Regions from separate parts of the Anas platyrhynchos genome. Here region 1 is linked to region 2. Evidence: chromatin contacts called from public Hi-C data. All regions are on one chromosome and are shown on one strand. The core of a region is the stretch at or near the end of the contact, and the rest is flanking DNA. Distances in the headings are between cores, read along the strand shown. Region 1 overlaps SEC22A (SEC22 homolog A, vesicle trafficking protein). Region 2 holds the start of SEMA5B (semaphorin 5B).

Evidence for each region. Hi-C and Micro-C count contacts between places; a contact is called where the count stands out from the background.
Region 1: a Hi-C map of skeletal muscle shows a contact between it and region 2, with 2.5 times the contacts expected there. The contact joins the enhancer-like site here to the promoter of SEMA5B in region 2. A contact is called at or near these places in 3 of 8 Hi-C or Micro-C datasets (F1 follicle, skeletal muscle and subcutaneous adipose tissue).

What each region holds. Positions count from the first base shown.
Region 1 is chr7:15,407,026-15,411,203 of IASCAAS_PekinDuck_T2T, forward strand. It overlaps SEC22A (SEC22 homolog A, vesicle trafficking protein), which reads left to right. Exons shown (of 8, transcript XM_027462148.3): 5 at 956-1,150; 6 at 3,839-3,957. Among named protein-coding and RNA genes, the nearest start is that of SEC22A, 8.9 kb to the left of the region's middle. Within about 2 kb of position 2,641, at least 1 of the 8 cell types and tissues checked has an H3K27ac peak or open chromatin away from gene starts, as enhancers often do. A contact at or near this core is called in F1 follicle, where this site is marked.
Region 2 is chr7:15,261,711-15,266,321 of IASCAAS_PekinDuck_T2T, forward strand. SEMA5B (semaphorin 5B) reads right to left here and starts at 2,112. Exons shown (of 25, transcript XM_038181972.2): 1 at 1,769-2,112.

The DNA.
Region 1 (4,178 bases), core at 1,391-3,890, 150 kb after region 2:
TAGAATCTTAATTAACTCTTTACGGTCAATAAAAAAAAAAACAAACACACAACCAAAAACTTCTTTGCACATTAGTCTACTAGACTGCAATTTCATGTTGGCTCTTAGGTGTTCAGCAGTTTTTGTTCAGTACATGAAAGGGAGAGATTTTTATTTGTCTTAGGATATACTGAGGCATTTAGTCCTCTGTTATGCAAGCTCCAAATACAGCTAATCTCATGTACACCAGATAACAGCTGTTATGGATTCTATTAATCTGTTGCTTTAATACTACACAGTTGTTTTAAGTATTCTTATAAAATGCATTAGAATAAAACAAACTGCAGTTGTAGAGGAAATTATATATAAAACTAATATAAAAGAAATAACTGTTTGGTAGTTCCTGTAATCCAGTCAATTCTTTATTAACCGTTTTTGTATGACTTTTTCTTCCTTATAAATATGTCTTTGAACCCTTTTTTATGCCTTTGTTTTACTAGCTGTTAACATAGAACAGAGTTCTACTGCAATCTTTACATTTGTATAATATGATACTATATTTTCTCAGTCAGAATATTTTGCAGTCACATTTCATACCTACGTACGTTTATACTTGAATGCAGTTGATTTTTTCATAAGGATATTTAATAACCTCTCAGCAAAGCCAAAATAAGTGCAGTAAATCCATTGTATTAGCAGTTCATTCAGTCTCATGCAGTGAAAAGTCATTAGTTTATTCACAGTTATTAAGTAATTAGATTTCTAGAGCTAGATTTTTTTGACTGCAGAATAAAGTAGCACACGATATATTAGCCACAAAACAGAAATGGCATTAGAATGTTCCAAGATAAATGTAATCATTTCAAACAGTGTATTTAAATTTGTGAAGTATGTAGTACATAAAGCTGCATGGTTTAAGATTACTTAATTAACCAAAGTCCATAGGGTTATAACTTTTCTTTTAAATTTTACACAGATAATTTCATTCAGAGGACCAAACAGAGATACAACAACACACGTTCTTTGTCAACAAAGATGAATCTTGCTGACATGCAGACAGAAATCAAACTGAGGCCACCTTATCAAATTTCCCTGTCAGAACTTGGCTCAGCTAATGGATTTGCACATCTATCTGCAGCAGAGTATAAGGGGACTGGTAAGATATCTGCAGGTAAGTTTCCGACTTTCATATTTGTATCCTTAAATGTCACAGAAGCAGAGTGGTAGAATTAATCTTTCTTTTGACATTATTTCTTAAAAAAAAAAAAAAAAAAAAAAAAAGTTTTTCACTGTGATGTTCTTAAAGCATAAAATTGCCATGAGATAACGTCCTTTAGTTTAGATGTCGTGTTCTATGCTCTAAATGTTCCTCTTTGCAAGGCACTCAGAGAGAGAAAAGGGCCTATTTAATGGACAGGCTATTGAAGGGAAAACTAACCACATGAAAATAAGCAAAACAGGACGAGCACTTAACATAATCCTTTTTTTTTTCAACCTCTTAATATTTATCAAAATTTTGATTGTTTCTGCCCAGTGAGATCCAGTGACAAAAGCTAAGATCAGTGCTATGAGTTAGAGCAGCTGGAGAGAGGGGCATTGCTTTAGGAAGCATCTGTGAAGGTAAAGTTCCAAAGAGCTGTGGTGTCTGAAAGAGCTATTCTCTAAAATAAGTGCTTTGTGTATGAGGTCAGTGATAGCGATTTCATATAAACTTGTCACGTTCATTCATTCATTCATTTAAGTGGTCTTGATTTTTTAATTTTTTTTTTTAATCTTTAATTTACCATGTGTAGGAGGTACATGTGGCATTGTGTGGTTTTTAACTGGGGTAAAACTTGAGCAGGGTTTAAGGCTTGTGGTATCAAGTGAATGCTCTGAATCGGTTTGAGGCCCACATTTAGATGTTTCCCAGTATGCCAGAAAACTTGAAACTTCCCAAATCCTTGCTTATCCCGGGCAGGCACATACCATTGCCATTCACTTTACAGTGTCAGGGTGGAAATTGCTATTTTAAAGCTAAACATTTGCTAAAGTCTTTCATATAAGAAATCAGCTTAATTTTGTGCTTTTATATATTTTTAATAGGATCTCTTTACTGTGGTATCATCCTAATTACATTGCTTATTCCTAAGGATTCCTTTAGGAGACAGAACTACTTTCTACTAAAAATGAGAAACAGAATTGTTAGGGTGCCCTATCCGTACTGCCAGGGCCTTGATCCTGAGAATTCTAAGCGCTATTGAACAGCGTAGAAATAACTTACAATTTCAATATTTACTATTTAAGAGTACTAGAAATTCTGGGAAATTAGGAAAATAAGTGTGAAGATACTTAAATTGTTTATAGGAGTAGAATCTTTTAAGCAGTACTGTACGTATCTTTAATCATCTACTGCATGCTGTTTTGAAAGGTATGTTCCTTTCCATGCATCTCTCTGTTCAGTTATCCATTCCCTTCCTTGAATTGCTGTAGAAACTCACTATCCAAGGGCTGTGCATTATGAGAGGTTTGCACTTTCCTCCTTTAGCTCTTCAAATTTCAGATGCTATTAAATAATAGTGTCGTGAATGTGACTGTTTTTTAAGCAAGTGTGCTAATACTTGCATAATTCTTCGCTATCATCACTTCTCTCCATCCTTGAAAAGAACTCTCTCTGGATATTTACTACCCACTCTGGTGGCCAGGCTTGAAAGTTTCTCCTTCGCTGTATGGTATGCACATACCATATATAACCGTAACAGCGTGGTTGTTTCTAGTAGTATTTCCCTAAGTTCATTATTAAATATAGCACAAATGAGCTAACTGAACTTATTTTAAGTTACTGCACACCAGTAATCGGACAGCCCTGCCTGCTTATCAGTGTGAAATAGCTTTTGTCTTTTTTTTTTGTTTGTTTAGTTTCTGTAACTTCATAAACTGGAAAGCCTTTTTCCTGGATCTGTTCAGTGCATACAACCAGGATTGACACTCCTCTCTCTATTAATGTTACGGTTCATTAACCTCATTGTTCACATCTTTACACTTCGTTGATTTGAACAGAGCGATTTAAGTATGGTTCAGTAGTCCTGTTGTTTTCTCAGTGTTGCTTAGGCTGTTTAGAGTTTTTCATTGTTTTTTTCATATTTATTAATTATGGAAAGGGACAGTAATGAGCAACATAAGCAACTGTTCTGTGCTTGTGACCCTAGATAAGCCTGAAGGAGTTGCTGTGCAAAGAAAATATGTTTTAATTTTAACATATTTTGTGAGAGACCTCTAAGCAGTATCTGGAAGGTCTGTACAAGGATGTAAGATCAGTATTAGCTGTAGTTTCAGAGCAGTCTTCTTTGGAGTAGTACTCGTTGGCTGTATCTATTTTTTTTTAAGTTAGGGGAATGTAATAGGCTTTGCCTCATAGTGTTCCATTCAGCGAGCAAGCTAAATAAGTCTTGATAATTCTTCTAATGCATTAGAGTTAAAGAAAAATGGAGATTGTGAGAGGAGCTCTTAAGTATGTGACTTATTACCTGGCTACTAATTGTGGACAAATTTCAGCAGCAAGTGCATCATTTGCCATTGATTTCCTGGTGCGTTTAAGCGGCTTTCAGGACCCTACTGAATAAATTGGATATATTGAGTTAGATTAAATATAATAAGACAGTTATGCATTGAAGAAAAACATGCTTTAATTCCTTTCTAGACCTTGTGTTGATATATTTAAAGTGTTTTTTCTTTAAGAAGCAAAATTTTGTTTTGGGGTTTGCTTCAGTTACCTCTTGAAATAGAAGACACTGGAAAAAATGAGATTTGATATTTTTCTATATTTCTTAAAATACTGCTTTGACTTCTAATATCTTTATTTTGATCTTTTGATTTGCAGCTCCTCATCAGCGTCTGGAACCTGTCACTCTGCCAGGGATCGTCTCATTTGTACTTAGTCTGTTATGTGGGGCTTTGAATTTAATTCGTGGCTTTCATGCCATAGAAAGTCTCCTGCAGGTATTGTATCATGTTTCTGAATTTTGGAGTTCTGCATCATTGTAGTTATACTGTTATCTTAGAAGTTCTTGCTATATGAGCTGAGTCTTGCCAGTTTTATTTTCACAAATATGGTCTGTGAGGTCAGACCTTTATTAGTGAAACTTGCTGCATATAATCTAAATATCCTTCTTGAGAGTGATGCATCATTCGTTAAGGCTGTGAGTTGCAAAGGCAGTGGA
Region 2 (4,611 bases), core at 862-3,361:
CTGCAGCCTGCCTCGTGCACAGCCAGCTTAGCCCAGTCTGAACAGAAAAAGTTTGAGCCCGAAAGGGAGAGAAAAATGAAGGAAAAAGATATGGACGGTTCGAGTGGCTGTTTGAAAAGAAAACCTCTGTTAAAAAATCCCGAGTAATCTGCTTAAACACCAGCAGGTTTTTTCTTTTCCCCATTGCCTTCTTCTCTGCAGTTTATGACCAGTTTTCTCCCTTGGGTGCTTACAACTCACACATATAATCAAGAGCACTTTGCTGTGTGAGTAGCTTGTTCCAGCTCCTCGCACTCCTCCTCCTTGCCTTCGCTCACCCCGGATCTCCACTGATCTCCAGCAGCAGTGGGAATCAAAGCCCATTATAACTTTTAGCCTAGTTGGGCTCTATTTTATTCGCAGTGCAGGCAGCTTGGGGTCTCAGCCTACCGCCGAACCCATCCGGAGGCAAAGCGAGCTAACCTCTTGCCGCTCAGACTATAATTTAGGAGCAGTATTTTCTGTAATGAGAGGGCACATTTGCACAACAAAAAATGAAACTTTACTATGATCCCAAACCGATATACCCAGACATAAATAGTTCAAGAAGAAGGAAAAGAAGGAAGAGAAGAAGAAAAAAAAAAAAAAAAAAAAAAAAAAAAAAAAAAAAAACAGGACTTGGCATCTACCATGTTTGGAGACCTTGTTTTAGGACAGGAAATTATCTAAAAGAGTCTAACCTGAGCCAGCTGAGGACAGCGAGCCTTCAGGACACAGATACTCCCCTGCACTCCGCCTAACGCCCGTGAGCAGCCAGGTTGAGCACCGACTTGGCAAGCACACCTTTTGTTTGTTTCCTCCGAGGCGTAGCAGCAAGCACGCTCCTGGGCAGCACCGCGGAGCAGATGGCAGTGTTGGAAAATACACATCTCCAACTTTTGGTGTGGGTGTCGGAGCTGGATCCGCAAGGGTTGTTCCTGGGAATCCCCCTTCTCCCCCCCCCCCCCCCCGCCCCACAAGTTTCTAACAATACGCGGAGCGAAGGAGCTGCACAAGGCTCTCTGCTTCCCTCTCCCTCTCCCCTTCGCTTTTGATCTCCATCAGGACGTGAGCTGAAATTTAATGGGCCACCCCTACCACAAAGACAAATTACCATCTGAAAAAAAAAATAATAATTTAATATCCCTCCATCCAAGCCATCCGGCTCCCCACCACCGCACCCCTTCCCTCCCTCGCAGCCCCGCTCAGCGGGTTTCGGGAGAGCCGGGAAGGTGCTGGAGAGGGGGACAGAAAGAGGAACGAAGCCACCTCCGGGGCCACCTCCTAGCTCCGGGACTACCAGACCAGCCCAGCCCAGCGTGGGGCCAGGAGCGCACCCTTACACCCCGCAGGGGGTCCCTGGACCCCGTAGGGTGTCTCAATGCCCTGCAGGGTGTGCATTCACCCGTGGGGTGTCCCCACACCCTGGAGGGTGTCCCCACGCTCTGCAGAGTGTCCCTAAACCCCGTAGGGTGTCCCCACGCTCTGCAGTGTCCCCACACCCTGCGGAGTATCCCCGTGCCCCACAGAGTGTCCCCATGCCCCGCAGAGTGTCCCTACACCCCGCTGGGTGTCCCCGCGCTCCGCAGGGTGTCCTTACACCCCACAGCGTCCCCCAAGCCCCGTAGGGTGTCCCCACACCTCGGAGGGTGCCCCGACGCCCCGCAGGGTGCCCCCCGGCCCCTCTCCCCCTCCGCAGCACGAAGTTTGCTCTCCCACCTCCCTCCCCCGGCCCCGGCGCGGTGCTTACGGGGTGTCGGCGGGGCTCCGGCTGCGGGGCTCAGCGGCACATCGCGCTCCGGCTGCCGCTGGAGGCCGGCGGGGAGCGGCTGCTGGCCCCACGGCTGGCCCCACGGCTCGCCCCACGGCTCAGCCCCACGGCCCCGGGCTCAGGGAGCTCCGGCCCGGGCCATGCGAGGCGAGGAGGAGGCGGCGGCGATGCGGGGAGCCGCGAAGTCGGGCCCCGGGTCCTGCCCCGCGCTCCGCCGGCTCTTCCCGGCGGCTGCGAGCAGCGCGGCTCCAACTCTTGCCATCGGAGAGCGGGGGGAGGAGGAGGAGGAGGAGGAGGCGGAGGAGGAGGAGGAGGAGGTAGGGGAGGAGGAGGAGGGAGCTAGGGGCTGGCGGCTCCGGCTCTCCCCGGTGGCAGCCGAGGGGCTCCCAGCGCAGGGGGCGCGGAGCGAGGGGGAAGGAGAGGGGAAGGGGCGAGGGCAGGCACGGGGAGGGCTGCAGCGGGAGAAGGGCGGACGGTGGGAGGGGGCCCCAAATATTTTTTTTGGGGGGGGGGTCAAAGTTTGGGCTCCGGTCCCCCGTGCCTCTGGAGGCCGGGGGGAATTGCCGGCGGAGGGCCTGGGCTCTTTATTTCGCTGCCGGAGCCTCCGACAGGGCGGCCTGCGCGATGGCGCTGCGTGGGGGTGCGTGCATAATGAGCTGGGGGTTATTTCATTTTATTTCATCTTACTTTTTTATTATTGTTTTTTCTTCCCCACGCGGAGCCGGCCACTGATGCTCTGTAAAACCAGCGGCACCGTGCCGGGGGTCCGGCTGGGGTGGCAGGGGGCTCCCCCAGGTCAAAGTCACGGCACAGAGGCGCTCGTTACCCCAGACGTGATTATTTGCCCCGTCTTAATTTCTCAGTTCTGTAGTCGGGTAACTAGCACTGCTTCCCCTCATGCTGGAGCACGTTTTTGGATACAGTTTGCCCGAAATGGACAATTCGTAATTTATGTTTTCCATCTGATTTCCACGTTAAAACACGCACCGCAAAGTTGAGGGCAGGGAGCGGGTGCAGGCTGAACACAGCGTGGCTCTGGGTGCTGCCCAGACCTCGGGTACAAGGATGTGCCTCGACCCGGGCAGAGCCTGAAGGGTGCTGAGCAAGCAGCCCCGGGCACGGCAGCATCTCCTCTGCCCTCTGTTTTCACCCCCATCTCTTCTGAAGTTCTACAGAAAAACCCGCACTGATTTGTTGGTACAGCATCTTCTCGGGGTATTCATATTAATTTCGACGTGAATAGTAAATAACTGTTGAGCTCATCTGTTTCCCTAATAAGCAGGATGATATCTTTCAATTTAGTAAATTAAATAATGACGTACAGTGTTGGGAGCAGGATGCGGTGCAGGTCGGTACTGCTGTGGCAGGGCTGTGCTGGATTTTCCCTTTTCTTTTTTTTCCTCCCCAGTCCTGCTGCAGAGCGGGTGCTTTGCTCACCCAGGCCTCGGGGGCAGGACCCCAAAAAGACCCCCAAAGCTCTGCCTTTCTTCCTCCTGAGACCTGCAAATTAGGCACTGAGCAGCGAGCAGTGAGTAGCATGAAACGAGGTAAAGGAAGGGGGTGCCCACCCTCTGTCAGCATTTAAAGATCTCTGGAGAGCGCTTTCCTATTAAAGATTGTTTGCCCAAAAATCCCCCATCGTTTCCCTGCTCCTGTTTTGCTGTTTTGCCCTGCAGAGCTGGCAGTCCTGCTGGCCATGTGCATTGCTCAGAGACCCCCGAGTGAAGGTACCAGCAAAGTCCTGGGCTGTTTTTTGGCCTCTGGGGTCTGGCTGCTGTAATTGGGACACACGGCAGGACCTCTCCAAACCTCTGCCCCACCCGGGAAACCACTGACTCCTTTCAGTAGCAGCCATCAGATGCAAAATAGTACAATCCTGCTTCTTCAAAAAAAAGAAGTGCTAAGTTAAAATCGGGGCGCTGTGCTCCCAGTGAGCTGTACCCACCAACTTTTCCCACCTCCAAACCCTAAAGCTGGGCAGGGCGGGCCGGGCCGGGCCGGCTCTCACCGCTAGGTGCTGCTGGTGCCTCCCGATGCGCCTGCAGCCGCGACTGCCGCCCGGCCCGGAGCCCCCTGCCCAGGGCTAGCGGGGAAAAAAAGGGGGCTCCGGGGCAGTGGGGGGCACCTCGCTGCCTGCAGGGTGCTGGGAGGGCTGGGTGAAATGGGGCACAGCCCCCAGGCGCAGCTGGGCCAGGGTATGGGGCTGTGGGGTGGGTAGCAGAAGCTCGCTGCTGAGCCCGGGTGTAAAATAGGGATTTGGGGGGGATGAGGACAGCGGAGCTGGGCTTGTGGTGGGTCAGGTCACCCCGAGACAGCCCCCGAATTGCAGCCGGTGTTGCATTTGCCTGCCGAAGCAGGGCAGGCTGCGTTGATCTGCAGGAAATCAATTTGGCGTGGCTGGGCGGGCTGCACGGCGCTGCTCGACTCCGCTCAACTGGGCACCCAGCTAGACCTCGCTGGGTGTAGGGCAGATGGGGAGGAAAATCTCCATTCTGGCCTCATCATCCAGAGACTGGGCGGCAGCGCTTGTCCCCGCTTGATCCCTAGACCGTGGCTCCGCAGCGGCAGTGGTGTTAGAAAAGCGATTTTGCTGTAGGTGGCCAGAGCATTTCACACGGCGTGAGGGAAGGGGCGCACATCAGTGACAAGACTTTAAAACGATGCTCAAATGTAGAGCACACACTCTCGGGTGGTCACTTCAGCACCTGCCTATGGGTTTTTACCTCCCTGGTGCACTGCAAGGGGGGAAGAAGGGCTGCCACGAAGGAAACGCTCGCACCAGAGGCAGCGAAATGTTCTCTGCAACTTTGTGCTGATGCAGG